Linked DNA regions of Mus musculus: region 1 is linked to region 2. Evidence: chromatin contacts called from public HiChIP or PLAC-seq data. All regions are on one chromosome and are shown on one strand. Each heading gives the region's core, a stretch centred on a gene start, on an enhancer-like site or on the middle of the called end of the contact. The rest is flanking DNA. Distances are from core to core; before and after follow the strand shown. Region 1 overlaps Tspan5 (tetraspanin 5). Region 2 has its middle 83 kb from the start of 4930425O10Rik.

The links. HiChIP or PLAC-seq counts read pairs in DNA pulled down with a chosen protein or histone mark.
Region 1: an H3K27ac HiChIP or PLAC-seq map of T-cell acute lymphoblastic leukemia shows a contact between it and region 2, with 6 times the contacts expected there. The contact joins two enhancer-like sites. A contact is called at or near these places in 1 of 484 Hi-C or Micro-C datasets (bone marrow-derived macrophages), 7 of 115 datasets of contacts at active chromatin or transcription factors (T-cell acute lymphoblastic leukemia, differentiating embryonic stem cells, embryonic stem cells and 1 more) and 1 of 9 other capture datasets (adipose tissue).

The regions. Positions count from the first base shown.
Region 1 is chr3:138,872,957-138,880,547 of GRCm38.p6, forward strand. All of the region lies in intron 2 of Tspan5 (tetraspanin 5), which reads left to right. Among named protein-coding and RNA genes, the nearest start is that of Tspan5, 130 kb to the left of the region's middle. Within about 2 kb of position 4,270, at least 65 of the 459 cell types and tissues checked have an H3K27ac peak or open chromatin away from gene starts, as enhancers often do. A contact at or near this core is called in T-cell acute lymphoblastic leukemia, where this site is marked.
Region 2 is chr3:138,639,977-138,647,131 of GRCm38.p6, forward strand. No RefSeq gene overlaps it. Among named protein-coding and RNA genes, the nearest start is that of 4930425O10Rik, 83 kb to the right of the region's middle. Within about 2 kb of position 4,370, at least 123 of the 459 cell types and tissues checked have an H3K27ac peak or open chromatin away from gene starts, as enhancers often do. A contact at or near this core is called in T-cell acute lymphoblastic leukemia, where this site is marked.

The DNA.
Region 1 (7,591 bases), core at 3,020-5,519, 230 kb after region 2:
AAAAATATGTATATATTTAATATTAATTTTATATAAGAATATATTTAATATAACTATATTATATATATACATACAATATATTAAAAAGGAAATATGTACTATGTTTTGGGTATCCATGGAGTTTGAGATCCACTGTCCATCCCTGAGTCCACAGCTTGCTGATAGTTCCAGCTTGTTATCAGCCCCAGCTGCCTTACCACGTAACCCACACATCTATCTAGGTTTGGGGCTCAGTGGACAATTCTAGGCATGCCTACCATCACATCCACCTTTTCTACTTCTAGAGCCCAAACCGTTCCTCTAGAAGGACACCCTTCCGCTCAGTGTGGATTCGGCCACACACCTGGTCAGTGTCCTTCACTTCCTCCTCCTCCTCCTCCTCACTCAAGCCTTCCTCCTTCAGCCTTCCTTCTCCCTCTGTGAATATGAAGCTGTAACTTGAAAAGGGCTGGAGTGGTCCCGTGAACACTGGCTGCACAGGCCTCAATCGATCGTTCCAGTGGCTGTCACTAATGAAGGCCACTGGAGGAGTGTTGATTGGGTGAAGGACGCAGCTCAAGTCACACCGTTAGAATTCTCCTTTGAGATCGACAGGCACTCGTTCAGGTGATGTGTACCCTGGGGTCGGGCATCCTCTCCGTCATCGGCAGCATCCTTTCCTTTGTCATCCCTCCATGTCTTTGCGAGCCCGGGAGCTTAGTTGGACCTTCTGTTTCCTTACTGAGCCCTTGCTAGGTGTCCCCACATAGTTCAATCTCATGCACAAACCCAGTGTGGTTTCTCATCCATGGGGCTCTCAGAAACCCATCCCAGCTCCGGGTTGCAGTGCCTCACTCTCTCTTCTGCTCACTTGATCCTAGGAACTCATACTCTGCTGCTTTTCTTCCCTCATAGCCTTGCCAATTCCACCTCTGCCCTGAGACCACCACTGCAGGTATCTGCAGAGGCCAGAAGAGGCCCTTGGATGCCCTAGAAATGGAGTATGGATTAGCTGCTTGATGTGGGTGCCGAGAACTGTACCCAGGTCCTCTGCAGAACAGTCTGTGCTCTTTACTGCCAAGGCCTCTCTCCTGTCCCTGAATGGCACCTGTTAGTGTGATGATCGAGAAATGCTCTCCAGGGGCTGGAGATGTAGCTCGGGTGGCATAGTGGTTCCCTGGGGTTCTCAAGTCCCTGGGGGCCATCTCTGGTACATAATCCTGATATGGTAATCTATACCTTTATTCCTATCACTCTGGAGGTGGATTTGGGAGGGCCATGAGTTAAAGGCAGTTCTTGGCTTTGTAGTTGAGGCTACATGAAATCCCATCTCAAAGAAAGAAAAAGTGGGAAATGGGGAAACAAGAAAGAAAACATGTTGTTTACACAGGGCATCCACAGGGTGGTGGATGCCTGTAATTCCAGCACCTGGCAGGGTAGTGTAAGAAAGATGGTTATAAATTTGAGGTCATCTGAGGCCACATAACAAGACCCAGTATTAAATGCAGTGATAAGAAATATGATCTCTGAACCATTCATCAGTGAGGAGATGAACATTATTTTAAGCCCTGGCTATTCCATGGCCTCTCTCATTGAGCAACAGAAGTCAGTAGTTCCCTAAGATTTCTCGTGAATGGACTACTTTCACATTTCTTACTACATAAAAGGAGGTAAATTACACCTGGTTTGTTTCTGATATCTGGTATGAGTGACACAGCCTTTGAAATAGCAGGCTTGGAAGTTCTGGGAAATGGCCTCTCGTTTCTCTTGTTAAGAAGGGGACTCCGTATGATACCTTGTTTTGTTAGAGAATTAGGTGTTTTCCCTCGCCTGCTTTTGTCTGCTTTTCTGCTCATTATTACTTAGTTCCCGGCAGGCAGGGCAAGGGGAGGAGTGGCCTCCCTAACTGTTGAAAGGGAGAGTTTTATGGCTGTTAACAGGGGATGAGAGGACTCCACTTCCCAGAATAGGAAAGAGCCCTTCCTTGATCCTGCCTGTGCCTTTTGGATTTCCAGTCTCCCCTGCCTTCTCTAACACAGCCTCTGCTACTAGGCAGACAACTTCTGGGGCCGTGCTTGTTATTCAGTAGGGAATACCAAGGGGACAGGACTTACAGCTCAGTGGCCATGTGACCTAGATAGACATCCCTACAGGGGAAGGGAGGTTTCTCCCTTCAGTGATTTGGCAGGTTGACCTCTCTCACTTTCTGTCTGTTTCCCCACCTGGAGTACCCAGGTTATAGGTTTGTCATGAGAGTAAAGTAATGCAGGTCTCAGCAGGGTGGCTCTCAGGACTGGGCCTTCTCCACAACTGGCCCACCAGCTGCGTCCGTGGTGCCTAGCCACTGCCTACATGGAGCTTCCTGGTACAGAAGTGCCTGGGCTCTCCTCTCCTGAGCATCCGCAGGGCAGGTCCAGTCCCATCCAGACACCCTATTCTGTCTTCGTCATTTGTCACATCCAGAGACCCTGTTGACCAAGTTGTTTCTGCGTCTCAAGTCTGCTGACATGGCCTTCCATCTCCGAGCACATGGCAGCACTCTTGGATAGCTGCCCATAGCCTCTCCCTGTGGACAGGCTGTAGGCTGTCACTGGATCTTACTCTAAATGGCCAAGACTGATGGAGTCCTTGGCATCTCAACTTCAGACTGCAGACTAAGACAAGATACTACACTGTGGACTAAATGACGAATGATAGCCCTTGGTCCCTCACAGCCCTGAGAAGGATGGCCGTCTACATCAAGGCGCTGGCTGGTTCCATTCCAAGAGAAGACTGTCTGTCGTCCTAGTCTGCAGATGGGTGAATCCGCACTGCATCTGCACAGGGCAGGATGAGAGAGGCCAGGCTCTGCTCTCTTCCTCTTCTTACAAGGACCCCTGTCAGGGCATTGGGGTTCTAGTCTCATGGCCTTCTCCTAGCCTAATATCCTTCAAGATATCATCTTCAACAATTGGTGGTGATTATGTTTCAACATACTAATGGGCTGGAGAGGCGTTCAGTCCTAAACAGAGCTTCTATTGCTTTTTCTGTTTAAATATTCTGTTTAAGACTAGAATGTTCCTAAGTATATTTTCTGCCTTCTAAATAGATACATGAAAGAATCCAGCAAGCGGCAAGGAACACAGGGACCTTAGCATGTGGGGACACTTCTGTGTGGAGCTGTGTCTGCGGGACAGTCACTCACTCGTGGGGGCGGGGACTGTGTCTTCCCTACCTGTGAGCAATGCCAGCCTGTGGAACTTGGCCCAGCTGTCCTCCCAACAGCTGCTTGACTGCTAGATTCTGTATAGGCTTAAAAGATGATCGTAACCCTCTTCATCTCTTCAAAGATACCTCATGACGATTTTTTTTTTTTAATTTTGCAAGAAAGGATTACTTGAGTCACTCTGATGAACTTGCTTGACAAGGTAAAATGGAAGGGATCTTGTGCCTTTGAAGCAGTTGGCTTTCCTGCTTGTGAGCTTTTCTACTAGGTGTGAGCTAGGCTGCTCTCGCCCCATCACATCTCCTGACACGCTCTCCTGGCACTCTTCATCCCCTACCCCCTCTGGCCTCTGCGCAGTTCATCCATCCCGTAGATGGAGACTTGGGTTTTTACAAAATGACTGCCATGGCACATTCTTGGAGGGCCTTTGATGTGTTTCCATAGTCCCCTGCCTGGTCCTTCTGCGGACATCCTTCAGAAACACATTTCCAATTCTCCAGGACAACCCCCTCTATGGGGAGCTGCATGTTCTTTGAAATGTCGCACCCGCCATTGTCAGCAATGGAAATGGCTCCTTCCCTCGTATCCTGGGGAGGTTTTCAGGCCCACCATTACGGTAAGGCCTGGTGTGTGGGGCATAGGTGAATCAGGACCCAGTGTCAGAAATATCTCAGCGGAATTCAACTGGTCTGGGTTTGTACACATTTCATATGCCTGCCTCTCTGTTTCTCGTCCAGCCGTTGGAAGGAATCTGCTTGTTTATGAAAAGACAGGAGAGCCCCAGACCCCGGGGTGCGTTCCTGCTATTTTTTTGCAGTTCTTCTCTGTGTGGGTTGACAGAAGAAACTGCAGCCTGCCAGGTGGCACACAGAGGCTGCTCTGTGCTGGCGCTGAGGAAAACCACAGACACTCCTGAAGTGTATTGGCTTGGAACACACCGCAGCTTTGTTTGCCTTTTTTTGTTTCTGGCGCTTGCAAAAAGCAACTTCTTTGAAGAAGAAATTGTTACCCAGAACAGACTCCTCTCTTGCGGGAACCGTGAAGAAGATGCTGCTTCAGCAGCAGAGATGGCTGGGCGGATGAGGTGCTGGTGACGCGGTGGGGACGAAGGTTGGCGGATGTTTCCACCCTCTTACCGGAGCTTATGCGGACAGACTGGAGTTGAGCAACCATAAGAAGGTCACTGCAGAGTTCTGAGTCCAACCGCCACCATGTGCTGTCAGCTCCCTGGCTGCAGAAGGATCCAGCTGCTGCTTGGGCAGGGTCCCCTTGAGGCTGTGACTTCTCCGTCTTCTTCCTCCCGCTGTGCCGCTTCTGGGTACCCATAGAAGCTTTTACCTAGTCCTGCTTTTGCTCCCTCCTGGTTCTCCCCTCTGCCCTCCTCTGTACAAGCTTCTATTATTTTTACCCCCTACCCTGTCCCGCAAAGATCCAATTAGCGAGCTCCAGATACTTTTGCCTCACTTTGTGAAATCAACAGAGTGGCCTCAGATTTCCTTAGGCACCAGGCAGGGGAAGTACTTGGAGCAAGAGATTCCTCTCTGGTAGCGCGTGCGTGCGTGCGTATGTGTATACGTGCGAGTGAGAGCGAGTGTCTTAGGGTTTCTTTTGCTGAGACAAAATAGCATGACCAAAAAGCAAGTTGGGCAGGAAAGGGTTTATTCAGCTTCCACTTCCACATTGCTACTTATCACCAGAGGAAGTCAGGGCAGGAACTGAAGCAGGATCTTGGAAACAGGAGCTGATACAGAGGCCATGGAGGTGCACCGCTTACTGGCTTCCTGCTTCCTTGCTTCCTTGCTGTGGCTTGATCACCCTGCTTTCTTACAGAACCCAGGACCGCTAGCCCAGGGGATGCCAACTCCCACGTTGATCACTAAAGGAGGAAATGCCTTACAGCTGGATCTCCTGGAGTCATTTCCTCAGCTGGCTAACTGGGCTCCTTCCTCTCTGCTCACTCCAGCTTGTGTCGAGTTGACACACAAACCCAGCCAGAGCATCCTTCCTCTCAGATGTACCCGTGGATGTGGTGGCATCCCCTTGTCCTAACGTAATAGAGATGTGGATGATAGAGCTAAGCTGTCACTGGATTCTTTTCTGTGCCAGGTATTTCGCGCAGAGTGTTTGCATTTACTTGATCTATCTCGTTCTCATAATCACCTTATGGCATATGCTATAATTTCACGGATGTGTAAATTGAGGCTTAGGCAGGTGAGGCGGCTTGCCTACAATCACATAGGCAGTAAGCAGAGAAACTGAGATGCAAAACAATTTTGCCAGATGAAAGATAATAACAAGTGCTAATGAAGGTGTGGAAAGTGAACCCTTGCACAGTGTTGGTAAAAATATAAATTAGAAGAGCCGTTATGAAGAAAGGAATAGAGGTCCCTCAAAAAATGAATTAATCTATAAAGCTAGGAGCCATGTGAAATAGTATATAGAGATAATCCAAACATCTAAGAGGCTACAACAGGAGGATCACACTGAGTTCAAGCCCTGCCTGGATTGCACGTTGACTTTGAGGCCAACCTGAACTACATACTGACATTGCTTCAAATGAAGAATTAAAAACAGAATTGCCGTGTCTGGGGAGGGAGGTGGGTCAGAGGGCAAAGTGGTTACTGTGCACCGGCAAGGACCTAAATCCAGATCCCCAGCGTCCGTTAAGATCAGGACAAGATGGCACACACTTTTAAGTCTGGCACTGGGAGGTCACAAGATGCCAGGATCTCACTAGACAGTATAGCCAAAATGGTAAACTCCAGGTTCAGGAAAGGACTCTGTCTCTAAAAACAAACAAACAAAAATGATGGAGAAGCAGTTGACAAAAAAAAAAAAAAAAGTCTAGTGTCAACGCCTGTCTTCTACATACTTCCCACACATCAGGTTGGCACACATACATGCATACGTATACATAGCTCTGAAGAAAAAAAAAAAGACAAAATAACAAAAGCTGGTTGTCCAGTTTCTGGAGTGGCGATTTGTTGAAAACACTTGTTGCTTTCACGTTTGTAATGGACTGAGCTGTATCTCGTGTTTAGAGCAGCGCTTTATGTTATGAGTGATTCGGCTTTCCTCTCTTGCTTGCTGGGACAGCCGTAATCTGAGCTGGATTGCAGCATGAATATGAGGCAAGTTTAGGAATGTGTGCTAATTTACATCAGCTCCTATTATTATAATCTTAATATTCTTAATCGCACACACACACACACACACACACACACACACACCACCATTATTTTCCCTTATTCTCATCCCTTCTCTTTCTGCATCTGCTTCCCCCCGACCCCCCAAGGGGGTCAGAATCTCCCTTCCTTGTCACCCTAAGCACAGGTGACCAGTCACTCCACTCTCCCTCCACCTAGACTCAGCATCTCAGAGTGGCATTTTCTGACTTCTGCCAAGGTCAACATCATTGGCCTCACTACCCCCTCCATGCCTGGAGCATACAGGTAGGAGAAGGATAAAAACTTGTCACATTCCAGTGCTAGGCCATGTGTGTGTGCTTGTCATGTCAGCTCTGGCTATTGGAGGGACAGTCGCCAGAGGACGGTTTGTGCTCGTTTTTAAAAAATAAGTTTCAAGATTTAAAAGTTAGTGTTTAAACTCCAAAGCTAAGATAGTCAACTTTACGTGCAGAATTAGGACGTAAGCCGTGGTAGTATTGCTGGCCAGTGATGTCGCTACCAGAGTCCCCAGGTTCCATCCAGACTGCTCATCTCTTTGCTAATGCTGAGTTGAAAGCCAGTTCTCATGAATGAGCCAGGACCAGCCTTAATTGCTGCTGACATGGGTCACCAGCTAGCCTGGAGAAGGCATCAGTTGAGACGTAGTACTTCTTTCACTCTTCTTCTCTGATGTCCCTAAACAGCCCTTCCCTCTTTCCAGCATGAAGTGTGAGCTTTAGTTTTAGACAGGCTCTGTTAAAATCTTCAGGAGCATCAAAGCAAGACTCTCTGGGTCCAGATTAAAAACTCAAGTAGAACTTTCTCTTTTAGTCCTTGTTAGTTTTCTTTCCACCTTGATATTTTGTTTCGAGTTTCCTGTATGGCCTGGCTTTGAATTCACTGTGTAGCTAAGGATGGCCGTGAACTTCCACTCCTTGCACCTCCATCCCAAAGGGCGGGGGCCACCAGCTTGTATGCCCAGGAAATAGCTGGAATCCCCCCTGCTCTTGTGCTGCTTTTCTTTGTCTTTTTTAAGATTTATTTATTTTATGTACATGAGTACACTGTAACTGTCTACAGACACACCAGAAGAGAACATCGGATCCCATTACAGACGTTTGTGAGCCACCATGTGGTTGCTGGGATTTGAACTCAGGACCTCTGGAAGAGCAGTCAGTGCTCTTGACCTCTGAGCCATCTCTCTAGCCCCCATGTGGTGTTTTTCTTAAGCACCACCTTT
Region 2 (7,155 bases), core at 3,120-5,619:
TTCACTGGTAATTAGAGAAATACAAATTAAATAATTATGAGCTAACACAGTAGCCAGGGAAACTGGCAAAGATGAAAGCAAAGAGAAGGAGCAGAAGCGTGTTGTGCGGGCAAGAGGTCTTCAGAGATGGCGAAATCAGGGCCTCGCGAAGTAACAACCACTGTTAGGGAGTTTGCCAAAGGCATCAGAAGTCTTCTATATTTTGTATCATTGTTTTACCGCTAAGAAAATAATCAGATAAGTACACCAAGACCTTGAAAATGTGTGAGTATTAGCAACTGTCTAATGTTCATCACAGAGGAGGCACTCAGTAAGCACCAACAGCTGTGGAATTGGAGTAATGTTTCACTTCAGGCAAGTATCTCCGATTTCACTTCAAGTGCAAAGGTGTCACAGGATAACAGAAACACGGAGTATAACAGAATCTATGCTGCCATCCCAGCTTAGAAGGGTATGTAACTGGGCATGTGTGCATGTTCAAACACAACAAAACAAACCAGAAAGATATGTCCCCTGCATCTTAAGGTAGCTCATGCTGGACAGTGGACTGTAGATGACCTAAAGGTATGTTATTCTTTATAATTTCCTTATTTTTAAAGTGGATATATAAGGGCTTGAGAGATGGCTCATTGGTAAAGAACATGGGGTGCTCTTCACTAAGGCCTACACTCAAGTCCTAGCATTCACACGGTGAGTTAATAACAGTCTGTAATTCCAGCTCCATAGGATCCAACATCTGTATGTCCTTTCTAGTCCATATGGGCACCACGCGTGTGCCTGGTACAGAGACATACATGTAGACAAAACATGCACATAAAATAAAAAAGTCTATATATTAACTTATTAGTTTATGCTAAAAAACATAACAAAACCAACCCCGATCTTGTATGCACTCACCCCTCCAGGGTATTTCAGACCCCCATCTTGTTTACTTCATGTCTATGAGACATTGCAGGTTCTGATGCATCCCAGCCTGGGACAGAGCCCAAGCCCAGCCTAAGCAGATGGATGATTAAGGCTGATTCTCCCTATGGTTCAATTAACCTACATGCCGTGTAGAAATATGAAAATTGTTTTAGAAGATCATTATGTGAAACTCTGAGTGTGTATGGGCCGCCCTATCTTCCAAGGCCCAGGCAAGCACGTGCTACGGAGCCCTCATCTTGTGTTTTAGAAGGAATGTCTAGTTACTCCTCACAGGTAGATCATGTACAAAGTCCACCTTTACTCTGATGACACTGGAAACCTGAGGTCGGGCTGTGGGTTTTATATGTATATAAAACTTCAAAAAGCAACTGTGTAATTTATTACTGTACATTTATAGCAATTCTAATGGTGGGTTAGTCGTTTTTATAGGAGTGATAAAATGGGTCTGAGGAGATGGCTAAGCACTTGCTGCTCTTGCATGGGATCTGGGTTCGGTTCCCAGCACCCACATGGTGGCTCACAACTGTCCTAGGCTCCAGTTCTGGGGATTTAATGCTCTCTTCTGGACTCCTTGGCACCAGGAATGCACATGTTGTATAGACATAAGCAGAGACAATGCATTCATACACAAAAGAAAAACAGAAAAAGAGTAATGAAGTAAAAATATAATTAGTAAATAATTATCTATTTATTTCATACAATTTTTGTCTTCATTTCATGCTTATTTCTATAGATAGCAATTCCTCAGCTTGTAAGGAATATGTTTTAAACCTCATTATGGCTGATTGTTAGTAAATACTTCTGGATTAAAATTTAAATATTCTACTCAAAATATACCTAAGTTGCACATACCTTAATTTTAATACTGCATTACTAAATATCTAAAAACTGGGTTATTTTATAGTTGGAAAGTTGTTTTCTTCTTAGATACTTATAAATTATAACACATGATTGATAACTTTCAAAATCATATTTGAATATGACTGAATTTTAAATTTTCAAGTAAACTTAACCCAATTACGTTAAACGTTTTCACAAAAATGAAGTCCTCTGCACTCCAATGCTAAGTTTATTACTGAGTGTAGTAAGTAGTACAATTTCACTTAGGTTTTCCCAGGCCTGAGTTCTCAGAATTTTTGGTTTTAAGGCTCCTTTAAGCTATTAAATTATTGAGGACTCCAAAGGCTTTGTTCATGGGATAAAGTCTCTCAATACTTGCATATTATAACTAACATTTGAATGTTTTTAAGTTTTAAAAATTGTGTGCACATGGGTGCCTGAGCTTGGGGTGTGCATGTGAGTGCAGTGCCTACAGAGGCCAGAAGAGGGAGACAGATCCCTTGGAATTAGAGTTACAGCTAGTTGTGAGCCTTCTGATGCTGGTGCTGGAAATTGCACTTCAGTCCTCTGAAAGAGACTGAAAGCATACACTGTTAACTGCTGAGCTCTCGCTTCAGCCCCCACTGGACTGTTTACATACATCTACATGTATCATGCATACATACATACATACATATGTATACTTACATATATATGCATATATGTATACTTACAAATACACACATATATACATGTAGGTATGTATGTACACACACATATGTAAGTGTAGCTCTCACCAGCTCTTGGAACAACGATGGCATTAAGAGACTTGCTGCCTTTGGAGAACTCTATATGCAAAACCATGGAACTAAAACAGGCAAAAATGCGTTTAATATTATTAATGGGGGGGGAACCCTGAAAGGGACTTGAGTACCTGGAACCACTGGTTTAAAACAGCACAATACATATTTAGGATTACTGTAATGTGTTGGATATTCCAACATGATTCCAACATGACACTGTTGTGTGTATTGTGCTAGCCTGTGATCACCTTTGTCGCATCTTTGAGCAGGAGTCTGAATAAAATCACAAACATGGTCATGGCCACTCCCTCTAAATGCTACTTTATTATGCAAGGATCTATTTCATTAGGCCTGTCTAATTGGATGGCTCTGACAAGTTAATTTGTTTATTTCTCCTTCTTAACTGCTTCCTCCACTTTGCCTGGGGCCCTTGACCAGTGTTGGTCTAGTGTGTGGCTCAATGTCTTGCTTCCCTGGTGGCCTCAGCCGCAATCTTAAACTAAAGGTTCTGTTGAGGGTTTTTTGGGGGGGATGGGAGTGAGTAGTGGGGGTGGGGCGTGTTTCCTCTGTCCTTCTCTCCCCCCTCTCTTTCTCTCTCCCTTCTCCCCCCCCCCCCCCCGTAAATCCCCTTCTGGGCTGCTTGGAAGTCATAAGAAAGCTGGGACAGGTTCTGTCTGCCCTCTCTTGCTCAGACTTTTCCAGTGCAGCTCCAGGGCCCACCGCGTCTGCTGTAGAGAAAAGAGCCTTTCCTTTTAGCATCTGTATTCTCTTCCAACAAGTCGGCCTGGAGCAGGTATAGTTGCCACTCTCTACTGCCACCCACAACTTAGTCACTAGATTTTGCTTTTCTTTCCATTTTCTTTGCCTTTTCTTTTCTTTTTTTGTAGAAGTAATGTGTTAAATATTTAAATCATTGTTTATGCCTTATTCCTGAGCATAGATCAACAAAGCTCTCTTTCTGGGTTTTTGTTTGTTTTTTGTTTTATTTTGTTTTTTTTCCATGTAGCCCAGGCCTACCTCAATCTCACCATGTAGCTGAGGCTAGCCTTGAACTGCTGGTCCTTCTCCCTCCACTTCGAAGTGCTGGAATTGTGGGCATGTTGTCACCCTGACAAAGCTGGTTTTCTTTAAGTTTTAAATATTCATCTATGTATTTGTACATGTATGTGGTGCACAGGCCATGGCCTACATATTAGAGATCAGAAGACAACGTGTGTATCCAGGGGTAAGCTGGATGTTACTGCCTGGAGTACTCAATGTTTCCAACCGTTCAGGTTCTCTGTTCTTCAGGGTCATTTCCACAGCTCTAAGGTGCGTATTCACACTGACATCTACACCTGTGATTGTTCCACCGACCTGTGTTCCATTCAACAGTTAGTTTTCATGAGTCAATATCATCAAATATCTCACGAGCTTCATTCACGAGCGGTGCAGTCTCTCTTCTGGTCCGACTGTTCACGGATTTCAGGCTCCAAAGACCCACGGACTACGGGTATGAATGGGCGGAAGAGAGCTCAGAGGCCTGCGACGCCCGGAGGACAACTTGTAAATGATGTTTTCCCCCACCCTGATGTCTGGCAGGGCGCTGAGCACCTTTACCCACTCACTGAGCCGTCCAACGGCCCAAAAGTTGTTTGTCCTAGGGAATTCACTGTGGCTTAGAAGGGCCGCTCTTTAGGATCACTGTGTCTTTTGCCTTCTCTGTTGCCTAAGAGAAATGGGATGCGAGTTTCCAGCGCTGGAGGAGGCCCATTAGGCTGGGCGGTCCGCCTTGCCTCTTGCTAGCTCGCCATCCCGTAGCTGCTGTCTCCAGAGCCTCACCGCCCGCTCTGTGAAGGTGGCTTCCAAGTGGGTCTTCTGTGCACCTCCTCCCAGCTTTTCACACCCAGGATTACTTCAAAGGCTCAGCCGCCTTGGGAGGGAAAGAAAGGAAATGCCAGCTGCAGACAGGTTTGCTGTGGCAGCTGCTTGCTTGCCGTATAGATGGAGGGGAGGCTACTTTAACTAACTAACCCTCTGCAGCCCACGGGCTTCACAGCTCATTACAGAGGTTTTCTTCTGGCCTGCTTTCTCCCCGGGGCGGGGGCTGGGGTTGGGGGTGAGGTTGGGGGCGTGCTCTTCTGGCTGTCTGAACCACTCCGGCTTCAGGCTTATGTAAATTTCCTGGGGCCTTCGCTGCTCCTTCTTCCACTGATCCCTTTATCTCTTGCCAACACTGGATTCTCCTAATCTTGCTTTCAGTTGAGAGGTACCGGCACTCAGGAGGGGAGAGGCGCCCCTGCTCAGGAGGTGGGACCCTTTCCTGGCTATATGTTTTATTTCATAATTACTGATCACAGCAGGAACGAGCGTGAAGTCACAGCCTGTCAGAGAGCCTGCTCAAGCAAGACGCTCAAGAGAGAGAGTTCATGAGCCCCATCTGAAACCTTACCTTAATTGTTGTTGCTCTAAGCACGGATTGAAAAAAAAATTTTTTTTTCCTAAACAGGGTTTCCTTGTGTAGTGCCGGCTTCTCTCTCTCTCTCTCTCTCTCTCTCTCTCTCTCTCTCTCTCTCTCATTCTCTCTCTCTCTCTCTCTCTCTCTCTCTCTCTCTCTCTCTCTCTCAGCTGGCCTCGAACTCAAAGAGCCACCTGCCTCTGCCTCCTGAGTGCTGGGATTAAAAGCATGGGCCATCGCACCCAGCATGAAAACAATAATTTAAATAGACGGAATGCTCCCCACTTCTGTGAGTTTGCAGCACCCACTGTCACCACTCTCGAGGGGTCCCGAGCTTGGGGAGATGAAAATACCTGCGGCTTATGTAGCCACTCAGTTCTCTCCCTCCGGAGGCTGTGTATCTTTTCCAGAAAGTTCTCTAGGCTTGGCTTCAAGGCTTGCTGCCTTTTGCTTTCTCCACTGAGTCACTCACACCATGAAATGTCAGAGCAGCTGGCCAAACACCAAGGGCCTGGTTAAAACAATAAAGGCTTTCTGGAGCCTCCAGCGAGCTGATGTGAACGGTTGTTTCCTAAACAAAACAATCCCATGGAGGCTCTGCCACCTGCTGGGAAACACTTCCTGCCTGTGTGTATAATTTGAGAACCAAACCTGTTATGGTGTGTTCTGTGAATCACTCTGCCTGGGTAAGGAGCCTGGTTGGTTTTAGTCTTGTATTGTTTGCAGTGAGCTAACTGGGCTAACTCTAGAAATGACAGGATGGTGGGTGAACAACCAGGTTAGACGCTGGCCACTCACACAGTTTCCAAGAGCCCCAGTCTCCGGCCAGTGTGCGAGTGTACATGTGTGTGCACCTATGTAGAGGTGTATGTGAATACATGCGCTAGGAAACCTCATAGATATTGTGAGATGGTGAAGATTGCATCTACAAACTCGTCTCCGGGGCACGTGATGTATACAGGTCACAGGATAAGGTATATGGGTCAAGGGTACAGCTGCTTGGGCTGGGGCTGAGAACCTGAATAAAAAGACTTGCTTACCTCAAAGTGGTCTAAAGAAGATGAGAGCAGTTTCCAAACCTTTGCTTTCTTTGGGGAGCTCAGAACAGAATTGGTGGCTTAACAGAGGAGTCACTGAGTCCTGCCCTCTGCATGTTCCATAGTCCCCCATTCTCCACCTTTCCCCATCCCCTACCTTCCCCCACCCCCCTTCCCCCATCTCCTGCCTTCCCCTATCCTTCAGCCTCCCCATCCCCACCTTCCCCCTTAACCCTCTCTTTGCCTTCCCCCTTCCCCACCTTCCCCCTTTCCCTATTCTCCAGCCCCTCCGGTCTTCCCACCACCATCTGTACCCCATAGCCCATGTTCTCCTGCTTCCCATACGCTGATGTGTCCTTCAAATACCAAGCTGAATTTGAGAGCTTTTTTTAGTATATGTCTGAAGACAACAATGAGCTAGCTTGCCATCGTGTTCCCTCAACCCTGAGCCCCCAGTTTGCCACTGTGCAGCTTTGACGGGATCAGGCTGTAGAAAGGGCATTGCTCGTCTAAAGATGGCATTTACTGTTTTGCTTTGAGATAAAGCCTTACTACTTAAAGCCCAGGCTGCTGTTGAACTCATCGTGATTCTCCTGCCTCAGCCTCCTAACTGCTGGAATTAGGGGATTTTATCCATGCATCATTTCTGCACTTCGCCCCGGAGTGTTTAATCTAGGTGATTCCAGTCTGACCTGGTTCTACAGCCACCTGTGAGAGTGGGTGACAGTTGCGAAGACGGTAAACGTGCCGTGCCGCGTGTGCAAGATGGTAAAAGTGCCGTGTGTGTTAGGGCTAAAAGAGAGGAAGCAGGAACTTAGCCAAGGAAACAGGAGCTGCACTTCATAGTCTTGTTAGACCCACGCCTTCTAGCCATCTTGAAGAAGCCACCTCTTGGTGGCACCATATCATATCCCTACGAGCAAGAATGAGGGATATTGATGGTGGCTTAGATGAAGCAGGTTGTGGGGGGAAACTGGCCTCTGGACTGTGAGTGGGACACTCTATAGAAAGCTAGCATTTCTTTGGCCTCCTTGTTTCTCCTAGAATCCATACATTTGGCTGCAGGCCCACATTTCTGTGTTGAAATTTAGTTGACAAAGCAACAGTGTTGGACATGAGGACTTTGGAAATG